Linked DNA regions of Mus musculus: all the other regions are linked to region 3. The links are chromatin contacts, called in public HiChIP or PLAC-seq and promoter capture Hi-C maps. All regions are on one chromosome and are shown on one strand. The core of a region is the stretch at or near the end of the contact, and the rest is flanking DNA. Distances in the headings are between cores, read along the strand shown.

Region 1 (2,700 bases), core at 140-2,639, 350 kb before region 3:
GTGTCTATGTGGAGGTCAGAGGACAGTTTACAGGAACCGGTTCTCTCCTCCCACCAGCTGGGTCCCCGGGATCAGAGTTGGATCGTCAGGAATGGCTGCAGGTGCCTTTACTCGCTGCTCCCTCTTGCTGGCTCAGTATTTACTCTTTATCAGGCTCCCTGATTTCATGAGTAACTGTGCATCTGAGAACAGGAAGTGTGACTGTCCTGAACTTCTGTCACTCATTAGGTGTGACTTTGAATGACACAGTTGGCTCCACCTAGGACCCACACAAACAGCTTCCTCTCTGACTCATCTCCTTCTGGAGTCCTGGCTCACCGACACTTACTTACTTACTTACTTTCCTACTTAATTAATTAATTTAGAGGTGGGGTGTTACTATGTAACCCTGGCTGACCCACCCGGAACTCCCTATATAGACCAGGCTGGCCTCCTGCTAACAGGGGTTGATTGGCCTACTGCCTCACCATGGGTCACCATGTCGGGCTCAGGTAACTTCAACTCAGCAGATCCTTGAAATCACTGAAAGCCCAGCTACCCTGACTGGATCCACTAGCCCTCGCCCACCTCGCCTCCTGTCCTCATGGTGGGAACTTTGAAGAGAGTCTCTGGGAGCTCTGTGGTGTGTGAGAGCAGAGGAACAGAGGAGGGGCAGAGGCGTCCCCTCCTCGTGTTCGTCCACACACTCTGAGCTGTCCTTTCAGTTGAAACTGCTAAATGCTGGATTAAAAAATTCAAAGAAATATGTCCTTTTTTATTACATTGCTTAGATGGCAAGAATTCTAGGGGCCTTGGTGTGGTGACAGTGAGTGAAGGGACTTTGTGAGGCAAGTAGGTTCCAATGCTGTTTTCCTGCCGTGGAATTTTGTCAGTCTAAGGCACCAGGAGTTGGAAGGCAAGCAGCCCAAGCCTGAAGGTGGAACAACGTAAAGCCCACTGTTATAGAAGTCAGGCTACAGGGACTCACCCTCCCCATCAACTGATGGGAAGGACAACTTACAACCTAGGAAGATCTGTGCTTGTCCAAGCCCTGGTGGTGGCAGGGAGGGGGTCAAAGGATTCCTGCAGTCTCTTCAGCTCAGCCTCACGCTGTCCACAGTCAGCATTCACTCTATGGTGTAAAGTCTCAAGCTTCACCTGCAGGGCAGGAGAAGGGGGTGTCCGTTGTCAGTGCCCCCAGGCGACTGGTGGGAGCAAAGGGAAGAATGGCTTCTGGAGGAGCTCAGTCCAGAAGAGCCCTGAAGGCAGCACCAGCCTGACCGCTGCGGATGGAGGTTGGGAAAAGGAGCTGTTCGCTGAAGCCAGCTAGAGTTGTGTAACAGGACTCTGTCCCAGGAGAAGAAAGGAGCTGTATCTCTAAGATCTGGTGTCTTAATGGCCCCGGGTGACAGAGCCTCCCCTGCTGAGTAGAGGTGTCGAGCCTGAGGAACAGCAGGCAGGAGAGGAATGAGTCAGATTAACCAGTACTGAGGGAACGTTTGCAGACTAGATGCTTTCTTTCATCTCTCGGCTTAAAGAATTGAGGCATCCAGACAGGCAAGTGAAAGTATTCATTCTCTCCGGGGAATTCTTCTGACCCAAGAAGAATGACAGGGACATGGCATAAAGATCCCAAGTGCACTGTCGCCTGCAGGAGCCCCACACACCCAGCCATATAAACAGAAAATGGGAGTAGAGGTAGGAGAATCAGGAATTCAGGGCTAACCTTGGCTACATAAGGAATTTGAGGGTAGCCTGGTCTAGAATACACACACACACACACACACACACACACACACACACACACACACGACAGAGAGAGAGAGAGAGAGAGAGAGAGAGAGAGAGAGAGAATATGAATATGAATGGATGATGTAAGGAAAACCAAAGCTCGCTGAACAACCTGAGAGAAGAGCTCTGGTAGGAAGGCCATTAGGTGTTACTAGTGGGAGGGAGGAGGCAAGGGAGGAGAGGGGATGTTGAGCCAAATCCCTGAGACAAGAGACTTTTTTAAATGCAGGGCAACAGACAGTATGGTAAAGAGTTTGAAGGAAAGTATTAGCCCTGGGAGAAGCAAGGAGTCTACTTTGTAAGGGTTTCTGAGAAGAGGGGTGGTCTTGTATCACAAGGAAGCAGGCTTAGTCAATGTATGATGTGTGACCTATGGTCTGCGACAGAAGTAAGGGACTGGGCACATTGCCATTCACGCCACACGGCAGGAGTCACTCTCGATAGGAGGTGGGGGCTTAGTTAATGTGTGACCCAGAAAAGGTGATGGCAGTGAGACTGACCCCCCTTCCCTCCAGCCTGCACCCCACCGTGCGTGTGCGTGTGCGTGTGCGTGTGCGTGTGCGTGTGTGTGTGTGTGTGTGTGTGTGTGTGTGTAGGGGGTGTGCTGGGGCTGGGCTTGTCCTTGTCTGGCTTGCATACCTATCTGCTTAGGACTTGGTTACCTGCAGGGCCTAGGTTCCCTAACAAAAGAACCCGAACAAACAAGAAAGAGCCTGGTGGAGAAATAGATAGGCCAAGGAGAGGAAATACAAAGCAAACCATCAATGGCCTCTGCTGGGGAGTGGTGGGCATCTCTGCAGACACAGGGACTCTGGGGGTGAGGAGGATAGCCGGTCCCCTCTATGCATTCAGGTCAGCCTGGGCCACCAAGACTCCACCCTGAACAATGATCAGAATTATCCAAGTGAAATTCTAATGAAATGCTATTAA
Region 2 (2,700 bases), core at 153-2,652, 320 kb before region 3:
TAGACCAGGCTGGCCTCTAACTCAAACTCAGAAATCTGCCTGCCTCAGCCTCCCAAGTGCTGGGCTTAAAGGTGTGTGCCAACACTGCCCAGCAAGAATAAATTTTAAAAAGCTTCTTTCCCACCTTCTGCTCTGTAGCACCCAACTTCTCTCCATGAATGTGCAGCCAATTTTCACAAAATCTTGTCCACCCATCTAAAACTGATCTATGTTCATATCAGTGCACATGCAGGGGCGCGCGCGCGCACGCACACACACACACGCGCACACACACAAGCATACACACACAAATGCACAAACATACATACATATTTTTACATACTTGTGATGGTTTGAATGAGAATAGTCCCATTGGTTCATATATTTGAATACTTAGCAAGAAGTGGAACTCTTTGAAAGGATTAAAAGGATCAAAAAGTGTGGTCTTGTTGGAGGAAGTATGTCCTTGGCTGTAAACTTTGAGGTTTTAAAAGCCCATGCCAGAGCAGAAGGCAGTAGTGGCACACACCTTCAATCTCAGCCCTTGGGTGGCAGAGGCAGGCAAATCTCTGAATTCAAAGTCTACATGGTGAGTTCCGGGCAGCTGGGACTATACAGAGAAACCCAGTCTCGATTTAAAACAAACAAACAAACAAACAAACAAAACAAAACAAAACAAAACAAAACCCATGCCAGGCCATTCTCTGTCACTCTCTTGCTCTCTCTCCTCTCACTTGCTAGCTCTCTATTACCCATGGATCAACCACTGCTCCAGTGCTATACCTGTCTGCTTATCACCATGGTGACCATAGAGTAACCCTCTAAAGGAGAAAGAGTAAGCCCCCAGTTAAATACTTTTTCTATAAATTGCCTTAGTCATATGTTTCTTCACAGAAATAGAACAGTAAGACAGCACAGCAGTGTGTGCGCTCGCAAACACACACACACACACACACACACACACACACACATATTTATATTACGCATACTGTCTGGTGTCTTCTTTGCTTACCTGTAGGATAGTTGCCAATAGAGCTGGGCTAGGCACCATGTTTGTGACTCGATGATAGCCTACCCCAGCCCTTAGCTGATCTCTGTCTCTTCCTATCATGGTCATTTTTACTGTCCGGAAATATAGCTTGCCCTCTAGGCCTCTTCCGGTTCTGCCTGTGCAGAGAAGCCATCCAGGCTCCTAGGCATCTGTCTGTGCACATCCCTCCATCCCTCCATCCTGTTGGCATAACCCCTTCCTAGCTCTCACAAGCCTTCTTCTCCCTCACTGTCTCTTTTCCCGGAGGTCGGAGGTCAGAGGTCAGAGCCGCAGGTGAGGCAACCCTCTTGGAAAGGCTACTTACCCAGATGAGTCACATCCTGGGACAAGCCATTAAGTTGTTCCTTTGATTTTAAACAATGGAACCTCTGGAGTTCCGTTGCTGCCAATGATTCATTCCTTAGATAAACAGAGTTCACTCTGTTAGGACTCTTAGTGGATGAGCCACACGTGCTCAACAGCAACAGCTTGGTAAGAGGAAGCAGGAGAGCTGTGTGCTGTGTGTGTGTGTGTGTGTGTGTGTGTGTGTGTGTGTGTGTGTGTGTGTGTGTTGGGGGAGGCTATCATCTGATCCTAGATATTCAAGCCTAGCCAGAACAACATGGTGAGGGCCCTGTCTCCAAAAACAAACAAACAAAAAAAGTAAATGGGGGTGGGGTGGGAGGGCACCAACATTTTTCCCTCGCTGCTGATAAAGGTTCTGAAACTTAAGAGTCAAATGAATCTCTTTTTTTTTAAATTACTTTTTAAAAACTTTTAATTGATTCTTTGTACATTTCACATCAGGCACCCCAATCCCACTCGTTTCCCCAGCCTTCTATATCCACCCTTTGCCCTTGCCACCTCCCTCACAAAAGAAAAAGGAAAGAAAAATCTCATTGTGAAAGCTGTAGTGTATCACAGTGTGTCATACAGTGTTCCCTTTTGCCCATACTTCTTCACTTGTAAACGTTCATTACAGCAACGGGTTGGTCTAGTTTGAAGCCTCTGGCTTCTGCTACACTCCTCTCACTACAGTGTTGTTGCCCTGTATCATAGAGACTCTGCAGATCTACAGCCCCTTCATACCCTCCAGCAGTTCACAGATGGAGTAGATGCTGGGGTGAGCCAGCACAGAGCCCTGGATCTGGGCCTGGCTGGTAGCTGAGTGTGGGTCAGTCTGCCAGCTCTCCTGAGCCCAAACCACCAAGGCCAGCTCTCCAAAACTTCCCCGGCTAGCTCACCCAATGTGGGGTCTGACAAGAAGCAAAGCCTGCTAGCCCACTCCCATGCTAGGAGGACCATCTTTAGTGTGGCGCCCAGGTCAGGCACACGGCCTGCTCTCCTGAGTGAGCTGCTGAGGGGGCAGGGCCAGCTCTCCCGCTCTCCCACTCTTCTGACCGAATCCATCGCACAGCATGAAGAAGAGACAGCTCTCCTGCTCCCATACCTTTGGGGCCAGCTCTCCCATGATGCCCAGGAGAGGGTGGGGACAGCTCTACACAGTTCTCATATATGGCAGCCCAGCCCAGGAATATCCACCTAGCCTTTGGTGGTGACATAACCCCTCTACTGCAGAGCTACAAATCCAGCTCTTAACTTGGTGGCAACACAGGCCAGGACCTCACCATGGTCCCAGGTGGCATCACTGGCTACTCACATGAGGCTGTTCCTCACTACCCTCAAGTCTC
Region 3 (2,700 bases), core at 117-2,616:
CCTGTCTGTGTGTACCTCCAGAACAATAAACACTACCCAGGAAGCTCTTGCATGTCAGGACTTTAGCAGTGCTCTTTATCAGACACTGTTGCTTTGGGATCCCGGCATTCCTAACCCCAGTCACATTCCCTACGCGCCGAGTTCTGTGAGACTCCATTCCTAACCTCACACGAAGCCTCTGCAGTACTGTGCAGTCTCTGTCCCTTGCCCACCTGTTCCTGGCCGCAGCTCCACAGTACAGTAGCCATCGATCCACTGGTAGCAGGGAAAGTGGACAGCAGAGCCATCGGGGGCAGTGACACAGATTCGACTGCAGTACCAAGGGTCCTTGCAGAAGAAAGCAAAGCGCTCCTTGTGTAAGCGCAACAGCAAGATCTCACCCAGCTCTGCTTCACAGCGCACCTTATACTTCTGAACCTGGAGTGAGGGAAGCAGCAAGCAGGCCTTTGAGCAACCAGGAACTGTCGAGGACATCTTTGCACTCTGAAGTGTGCATCAACACCGCTACCTTTCTGGGATATTGGCCTGAGCAGTCGTTGATCCATGTGGTTCCTTTGTGTGATTGAGAGAAAGAGCCCGTCTCCATCCAGAGAGGAGCAGGCACCATACTCAGTGCCTGAGTGAATTTTTGTAGGGATTCCTACCCTCACTGCCAGTAGTTCACTTTCATGTAGGGTCATTAGCAAACTAAACTAGCGACCGACAAAGCAGACCCCTCCCAAAGAACAGGAGACCCATGATCTGATCAGAGGAATCAATTTGGTCAAAGCCTAGTGTCAATTAGGGGAGGAGCCAGGCCAGGCAGTGGTGGCTTTTAATTCCCCCTGCACTCAGGAGGCAGAGGCAGTCAGATTGCTAAGTTCAAGGCCAGCCTGGTCTACACAGAGAGTTCTAGGACAGCCAGGGCTACACAGAGAAACCCTGTCTGGAAAAACCACAGAAAATAATAACAATAACAACAATGATAGGAGAAGCCAGGAAGTTAGGGGAAGTCCCCAGAATCCATTCCAAATGCCCTTCCCCACAGCCCTGTCTCAGAACAATTGGTATGGTTTATCGTCTCCCAAAAGTCAGGGATGTCAAAGAAAATGATCACAGGACATAGCAGGCATCCTGAGTTCAGCAGGACTTGACGAATCCAACAAGAATAATCCTCACTTCCTTCAGGTTCCCCATCTCTCCTCTGTACTCACCGATCCAGAGGCGAAGTCCCTGCCTACGCGATCCAGCTTCTGCTTAGGGCTTTCACCACAGGTGCCTACCAATGTAGCATAGATGTTATCCAATGTGCCAGCCTTCAGGTAGGAACCAGTGGTCACACACAGCCGATATACTGCCATGACTGGACCCAATAACCCCAAACCAGTAGCTAGCCTAGAGAAGGTACGCTACAGGTAAGAGAGAGTCAGCTCCTGGGCAGGAGGCTGGGGGCTGGGGAAGGGTGGGCCTGAGGAAGGATCCAGCTCTAGGACGTTCCTGGGCTCGCGCGCGCTCTCTCTCTTTCTCGATCTCTCACGGCAGCTCCGCTGGTAGCTCGGGAGTACTATCCCCACCCACCGACTTGCACCCTAATACTTGTTTGCATGCCTCTGACACAGCCTGTCCCTCTGGCTGGCTCATCCAGATGGATATCAGAAGCCTGGGCCCATTGGTGAGGGAGGGAATAAGGAAGGAGGGACCAAGTGGCAAGTGGAAGACAGGGAGGAGGTGACGCGTGTTGGGACACTACTTTGTGTCTGATCAGTGGCTTGACTAATGTCCTGAAGCCCATGTTCACCCATTCCCCAGATTCCACCTAGAGCCTTTTCCTCCTATTTCCAAACCAGAAATGGGCACCAGAACACCAGAATTCCTACATGTGAATCACCCACGTGAATCACACCGTGCATCGGAAAGCTGCACCAATTCATAAATGCCAGGTGACCTCATCAACAATCAAGTGAATAACACACATCTTAGCACGTGACAAGGCCATCATGTTCTCCTTCCTGCCACCGACCCACCCATCTCCTCCTAAAGTCTAGTCTTCTCTCTGTCTCCAGTTTTTGTTATTCCCGACCTCAATCACTCCTTTGAGATAGGACCTGCCTGCCAAGTGAGTGGAAGCCTGCCCGACAGCATCTGGAGGCCCTCATGTGACATTCTTTACGCTCCAGGTCCTCCCTCAGCCAGCCTGCTGAACCGTGGGAGGCACCCTGTATGCCCTAGGTGTCCAAGATATAGGTCACAAGGACCAGGGAAGAAAAAAAATAGACTCTACCGGGGAAACCTGTGGCCCGCAGCGGCCCCGCGTGGCTGGTCTAGGCACCTCTAGATTCCTGCTTGAGTGGCGCTCCTGCCCTCCTTAACTTCTAATAAAAGCCGAGGCGTTAGCGACTAGGTTTCAGTAAGTCAGAGTCTCGGACAAAAACGAACTTCATCCTTTAAATACACACAAGAATACGTAGGTATCATAATAAATTCATTTAGGCAAAAGTGGAGAGCTTTGCTAAGAGCCCGGATAGCTCAGTCGGTAGAGCATCAGACTTTTAATCTGAGGGTCCAGGGTTCAAGTCCCTGTTCGGGCGCTTAGCTTTTTGTGGGAATCTGCACTTACAAACACTATTGTTAGGCTGTCTTGTTTGACAATAGCTCTATAATAACAAAGTAATTGCATTCTTTTTAAAAGGAAATGTAAATTGAACGTAAGTTCCGAACAAT
Region 4 (2,700 bases), core at 33-2,532, 400 kb before region 3:
TGGCTCATAACCATCTGCAGTGGGATTTGATGCCCTCTTCTGGTGTGTCTGAAGACAGCGACAGTGTACTCACATACATATAATAAATAAAATCTTGAGAGAGAGAGAGAGAGAGAGAGAGAGAGAGAGAGAGAGAGACAGATCCATTTAACTTGCTACAACAGTAGATGAGAGATTTTACTGTATTCTCCAGGTTAGGGTGGCTAGTTTAAACTTCCTTTAAAAAATGACTACGCACAGTAGCTTAGTGGAACCTTCAGGAGGCCCTGCACTCAATCCCCAGCACAGAAAGGGAAAAAAAGAGTCATGTCTCTCGGCATTCTGATTTTAGACTCCAAGGAGTGTCTCCTCCTGCCATGCCCACGCCTTTCTCCACTGTGATGCTCTGTGCCCTGTCACACCGTTAGCCAAAATAAACCCTTCTTCACTGGGGCAGGGGTAGAGGTGGGAGTGGGGGAGTCCATAACCTAGTATCTGATAAAAGGGGCAAAGAGTGAGACCTGGGACATGAAGGCAGCTCACAGCCCAGGATCCACAGAACACAGGGAAAAGGCATAATCAAATCTAGTGAATTTCACAAACAGGTGTGAACCCTAAACTGTGCTGAAGCTCCAAGTTCCTTCTCTTCCCGCACTTGGTTGGGGGAAAACCTTGGAGCATTCCAAACATCCCCCAAGAGGTTTGTCATTTAACAAAGATTTGCTATTGCCTTAAATTAGCCTTAACCACGTGCCCCTCCTCACACAAGTCTCTCAGGCTACAGAAAAGAGAATAACATAAAATACCTAATCCTTTCACTTTACCTTCAAGAGGCAAAATAAACTGGCCTCTCCCAGTGGGGCATCAAGAAGTCGCCCACAGTGTGCTAGAGCCAAAAGAGTGAATTGACAAAGCTGCTCAGGCATGAGCAAAATGGGGCGAAATTGCATGGCAACGGCGGGCACATTATACCAAGGACAAAGGGAAGAAAAAAAAAAAAAAGAACAAAGCGCGTATACAGGAGGGAGATCTAACCCAAGGAAGGAGGCTCCTCACAACAGCCACGGTGCAACTCGATACCAACATGAATTCAGTCTCTACGAGATGATAAAAGGTGGAAGGAGATGAAAGGGGGAGGTGGGGCACGGATCTTAGGGAACGAATAAGGCAGCGTGCTACAAAACCAGATGAGAAATGGCGGGGAACTGAATAGCTGTGGTTGAAAATCCGTCACCGACTGAGCGCAAGGCTGAGGCAGCCGCCGTTCATGAGAAAGAAAAGGCCGGACACATTAATGCAATTAGGGAGACGCGAATAGACACGAGGGATGGGCACAGCCCAGCTGCAGGAGTAGACAGCCGTCACAGTGTGGATTTAGAGAGAACATACAAAGAATTTTCCTGAGATGCACAAGGAACGGCGTCTGGGAGTGAGAAGGCTGCGCTGTTGCTGCTTACCGACGGCCTCTCACGTTAATGTCAGCGTGCATTTTAGTTTCAGCACTGAAATGTAAGGATGCCAGTTCTGGGGAACATTATGGCGTTCCACCGAGAACATTTAGCTTCAACCTAATAACAAGCATTTAGATAAATCCAAATTAAGGGACATTTGAAAAACATCTGGCTTGATTCTTAGAGTGATTGATAGTACAACGTAAAAGAGAAAGCCCGACATGATGGTACATGCTTGTAATCCTGTCACCTGAGAGGCTAAAACAGGAGGACACACACACACACACACACACACACACACACACACACACACACAGAGGATAGCAAAGGATAGGAGTTGTTGAAATGAAAGGAGGTTGTAGGAAACAGAGGCAGGAAGGAGTATTAGGAGTTCCAGGCCAGCCTGAGTATGAAACTCTGTCTATACCCCACCAAAAAAACCTAAACAAACAAACAAACAAACAAAAATGCACCTCAAACACCACACACTCACACACTCACTCACACACACACACTCACTCACACACACACACTCACTCACACACACTCACACACACACACTCACTCATTCACACACACACACACACACACACACACACTCACACACTCTCTCTCTCTCACACACACACACACAGAGGCTAGGCATGGTGGTACATACCTTTAATTTCAGCATTAGGGAGATAGAGGTGGAAGGATTCTGTGAGTTGAAAGCCATCCTAATTTATGTAGCAGTGTATTCTAGACCAGGGCTTACATAGTGAGACCCTGTTTCAGAAGAGAAACAGCAGCAACAACAAAATAAGACGATGGATAGCCCTGGGCGGGATATGGATGGGGAGGAAGAGATCCAGCTATACGTGACATCATTTGGACAACTGGAGGAAGTTAAATGTGGACATATATTGTATTAGATAAATTTTTCTATCACCATAATTACAGTAATTTTAGAAGATACAGGCCAAGCATTAAGGGTGTGGCATCTGGATGCCTGCAGCTCACAAAGGCTCAGGTATAAAGAGGGGACAGACAGATGGAGCATTGACATTGAATCCAGGAGGCAAGGATATTTTGTTAACTTTATTTTTCTTGAAAATTTTCTACGAGTTGGAGTTTTTTGAAAATAAAAATTGAAAGAGCCGGGGGTGGTGGCCCAGGTCTGCAGTCGCAGCTGCTAGAAAGCAGAGGCAGAATTTCTGCAATCGTGAGTTCACAGCTGAGACTCAAAAAAAAAAAAAAAAAAAAAAAAGGAAGAAAGAAAGAAAGAAAGAAA
Region 5 (2,747 bases), core at 92-2,591, 420 kb before region 3:
TTGTGAGTTTGAGGCCAGTGTAACCTATGAAGCGAAACCCTATTTCAAATACACAACACAATGAAACACATCCAGCGAGGGCGAGCAGAGCAGAACTAAGGGAAACAAGTAGGCTAGGGACCCAGATGCCTAAGCTGCCCTTCCCAACTGTGGAAGGAAGGTCGGTGGAGCTTGGCCATCCTGGGGGCGGAGCTGCAGAAGCACAGGCTTGGCTAGCCTTTGCAGTTTAAGAGATACAACTTTCACCTGTTCAGAGTATGGTCTGTGTTGGGGAGTGTTAGCGATAGGAGAAGGGGTAAGGAGTTGCAGTAGAAATTTCTTTCTTTCTTTCTTTCTTTTTTTTTAAATGTGTGTTTATGTGCGTGTGGTAGGGAGCGTTTGTGCAGGCCGTGGCATGCGCATAGAGGGCAGGGGCCAAGTTGCCAGGGTCTGTTCTACCGCGTGGCTCCACAGGATGGAACATTGCTTCTCAGGCTTTGCAGCAGGTGCCTTAACTCGCTGAGCCAACACACAAGACTGCAATAAAAATATCTGGTGGATAATGTTTGATGTTGCAAACTGAGATTTAAGTTAGAATGAAATGTGGGGCTTCTTCCTAACGGGAAAGTGGGCACCCACAGACTCGGGTCTCCCCCTTCCCAGGAAGATGTTCAAGGTCTGCAGGCAGGCGGGGGAAAGAGATGTGGGGTGGTTCGGAGGCAGGGTACTGGCTTGCCTGGACTTGGGGTGATAAGTAGGGCAAGAAAGAAAGACACAGAATGAATGGCCACTACTGAGTACAAGAGTCACGTATGTGGCAGGGCAGGTGTCCGGAGGGAGTTCAAAACAACCAGGTTCGAGGCAGCTGTGATTCTCATGAGGGAATTGAAGCAGTCCGTTTCCTGGTTCTCTATCAGGAACTTAGGCATCAGCTCCCCCAGTGGCACTGACTGGTGGGGTGGGGGTGCCCACGAGCAGCCTCAGGGGGCAGCAGCTGGTGAGTGGGGAGGAATCTGTGTGCTCAGCAAACAGCAGCCTTCGTGCGCACGGGCTTCCTCCTCCCTCATCAATCAGCCACAGCCAAATGTCCCTGCATTCCCACCACCCCAAGGGGACTGGGGCTGGGCCAGGGTCCCCAGGGGAGTGAGAAGGGGATGGATGTGGGGAGCCGGGGTGGGGCTTCGGTTTCCACCCATTGGCCCGAGTTCTCTTTGGAAGCCCTCAGTTCTTCTTGTCATGGAATGACTCTTTCCTGGCTCATGCCACTGGAGGGGGGTGGCCTCAGCTACAAATCACCTGTGGGGGGGCTGCTGGTGGGGAAAGGGGGCAGAGAGATGAGTCAGGGTTGTTGAAGAATCCACTCTGGTTCTCACGGAACTGGTCCAGGGCAGGGTCAGCAGGGCGGTTGCTGGCACAGAGGCCCCGTCTCCCACACTGATCCCTCTCTCCTAATGGATACTCAGGTCAGCCAGTGGCGGGTAAGACCCTGACCCCTTGAACATCTGTCCTTCCAGCTTCTCCTAGCACCCACCTTATTCCCTGCTTCTCACGAAGATCTAGAGGTATGGCACCCACCTCATCCAAAGTTTGCTATTACCCACGGGGGTTGGAGGGTGGGGGTAGGGGGCTGTGACTTCTAGGTCTTAGCTTCTGGCTCCCTCTCCCTCTCAGCCCTTACACCCCTCAGGGACCCAGGCGTCCTGCCCACTCCCTTTACCATAGCAACCATTCTTCTTGGAGTTGCTTAAGACTTTAATATCATTTCATTAAGTCAGTAAGTTCAGAGAAGGTTGGGAGCACAAAGGGACTAGGACTGGGCCCAAAAGGACCAAGGTAGGGGGGAAGAAGGACCGAGGCCCCTCTTCTCCGTGGAGATGGCTCTGAGAAATCAAATATTGACAGTGGGAGAACAGACCTTATTAAATCTGGGACAGGGGTGTGTGTGGGTGACTGTGGGAATGGCCGGGTGCCTGGGTTCTGAGGGTGATAAGGCTCTGGGAGGAGAGAAACGCCTATAGTTGAGGTGGCCCAGGCTAAGGGACCGATCTCAGGGTACAACTGCTCAGTCCCTTTCCTTTGGGATGTGCTTAGACTTGCTACTCTGGTTGTTTCTCAGCTGTCCCCTACAGCCCCTAGGGACAAGCATCCCATCACAGCTGTGGCTGCGCCCCCCCCCTCCCTTTACCTCCACCTCTGCTGATGAGCTTCAGCGGCGTTTAATCGGATTGAGCAGTAATTAGCAAAGCAAGATGTTTGATTACCTATTTAGCATAATGTGGGGGGCTGGGATCCCTAGGCACAGCCACCGTTGAGAGGGGAGTCAGAAGAGAAAAAGGGTCTATGCAAAGTTCCTTTCCCTGAGGGATTTATGAACCTGCCCTTGAGGATCCCCATCCCAAGCCTCCCCACAAATTTTCAGTCCTTTGGGACTTTTCCCTCGGGATTCTGACCAGTCACATCACCCCTCTTTACCATCTGGCTGGAAGATTACCTATGAGTTCCATCCCAGCCCCGTGTACTGTGCAGCTGTTGGTTTTAGGGTGTGGCGCAGCCTCTTTCCTTCAGTCCCTGCTCTCTCAGCAACAGGAGTCTGGGCTGGGCCAAAGACCACACAAATCAGAGCTCAGAAACTCATCTTCAGGATAATGGCGGCAGCTAGATGTGGCAGCACACCCCCATAATTCCAGCACCCAAGAGGCAGAGGCAAGACTCAAAGTTTGAGAGTTTGAGGCCAGCTTGAGCTACATGGCGAACGGGGAAGGTGTTGG

What was found. Promoter capture Hi-C pulls out the DNA fragments that hold promoters and counts their contacts. HiChIP or PLAC-seq counts read pairs in DNA pulled down with a chosen protein or histone mark.
Region 1: an HNF4G HiChIP or PLAC-seq map of pancreatic cancer cells shows a contact between it and region 3. The contact joins the enhancer-like site here to the promoter of Aloxe3 in region 3. A contact is called at or near these places in 6 of 39 promoter capture datasets (the 3T3-L1 cell line, 3T3-L1-derived adipocytes, embryonic stem cells and 2 more), 1 of 15 datasets of contacts at CTCF or cohesin (the NIH/3T3 cell line), 2 of 484 Hi-C or Micro-C datasets (the G1E-ER4 cell line and nephron progenitors), 4 of 115 datasets of contacts at active chromatin or transcription factors (T-cell acute lymphoblastic leukemia, embryonic stem cells, extraembryonic endoderm stem cells and 1 more) and 2 of 9 other capture datasets (embryonic stem cells and pancreatic islet).
Region 2: a contact with region 3 is called in a FOXA1 HiChIP or PLAC-seq map of pancreatic cancer cells. The contact joins the enhancer-like site here to the promoter of Aloxe3 in region 3. A contact is called at or near these places in 17 of 39 promoter capture datasets (the 3T3-L1 cell line, 3T3-L1-derived adipocytes, the C10 cell line and 10 more), 2 of 484 Hi-C or Micro-C datasets (the G1E-ER4 cell line and nephron progenitors), 5 of 115 datasets of contacts at active chromatin or transcription factors (craniofacial prominence, embryonic forebrain, embryonic stem cells and 2 more) and 2 of 9 other capture datasets (embryonic stem cells and pancreatic islet).
Region 4: a contact with region 3 is called in a promoter capture Hi-C map of hippocampal neurons, with 4 times the contacts expected there. The contact joins the enhancer-like site here to the promoter of Aloxe3 in region 3. A contact is called at or near these places in 12 of 39 promoter capture datasets (the 3T3-L1 cell line, 3T3-L1-derived adipocytes, the HPC-7 cell line and 6 more), 1 of 484 Hi-C or Micro-C datasets (embryonic stem cells), 14 of 115 datasets of contacts at active chromatin or transcription factors (the SCID.adh cell line, astrocytes, bone marrow-derived macrophages and 9 more) and 3 of 9 other capture datasets (adipose tissue, embryonic stem cells and liver).
Region 5: a contact with region 3 is called in an H3K4me3 HiChIP or PLAC-seq map of forebrain, with 3 times the contacts expected there. The contact joins the promoter of Dnah2 here to the promoter of Aloxe3 in region 3. A contact is called at or near these places in 9 of 39 promoter capture datasets (the 3T3-L1 cell line, the C10 cell line, cranial neural crest and 5 more), 1 of 484 Hi-C or Micro-C datasets (embryonic stem cells), 12 of 115 datasets of contacts at active chromatin or transcription factors (the 230-238 cell line, astrocytes, cardiomyocytes and 7 more) and 4 of 9 other capture datasets (adipose tissue, embryonic stem cells, macrophages and 1 more).

Annotation. Positions count from the first base shown.
Region 1 is chr11:69,470,375-69,473,074 of GRCm38.p6, reverse strand. The region is part of intron 39 of Dnah2 (dynein, axonemal, heavy chain 2); the gene reads left to right. Among named protein-coding and RNA genes, the nearest start is that of Kdm6b, 56 kb to the right of the region's middle. Within about 2 kb of position 1,389, at least 74 of the 459 cell types and tissues checked have an H3K27ac peak or open chromatin away from gene starts, as enhancers often do. A contact at or near this core is called in the G1E-ER4 cell line, T-cell acute lymphoblastic leukemia, extraembryonic endoderm stem cells and 1 more, where this site is marked.
Region 2 is chr11:69,442,238-69,444,937 of GRCm38.p6, reverse strand. All of the region lies in intron 63 of Dnah2 (dynein, axonemal, heavy chain 2), which reads left to right. Among named protein-coding and RNA genes, the nearest start is that of Kdm6b, 27 kb to the right of the region's middle. Within about 2 kb of position 1,402, at least 67 of the 459 cell types and tissues checked have an H3K27ac peak or open chromatin away from gene starts, as enhancers often do. A contact at or near this core is called in pancreatic cancer cells, where this site is marked.
Region 3 is chr11:69,125,043-69,127,742 of GRCm38.p6, reverse strand. It overlaps Aloxe3 (arachidonate lipoxygenase 3), which reads right to left and starts at 1,366. Exons shown (of 15, transcript NM_011786.2): 1 at 1,194-1,366; 2 at 213-417. The coding sequence starts at 1,340. n-TKctt27 (a tRNA gene) reads left to right here and starts at 2,495; the gene lies at 2,495-2,567.
Region 4 is chr11:69,525,848-69,528,547 of GRCm38.p6, reverse strand. All of the region lies in intron 4 of Dnah2 (dynein, axonemal, heavy chain 2), which reads left to right. Among named protein-coding and RNA genes, the nearest start is that of Dnah2, 22 kb to the left of the region's middle. Within about 2 kb of position 1,282, at least 80 of the 459 cell types and tissues checked have an H3K27ac peak or open chromatin away from gene starts, as enhancers often do. A contact at or near this core is called in craniofacial prominence, embryonic forebrain, forebrain and 1 more, where this site is marked.
Region 5 is chr11:69,547,702-69,550,448 of GRCm38.p6, reverse strand. It overlaps Dnah2 (dynein, axonemal, heavy chain 2), which reads left to right and starts at 1,341. Exons shown (of 86, transcript NM_001081330.1): 1 at 1,341-1,457.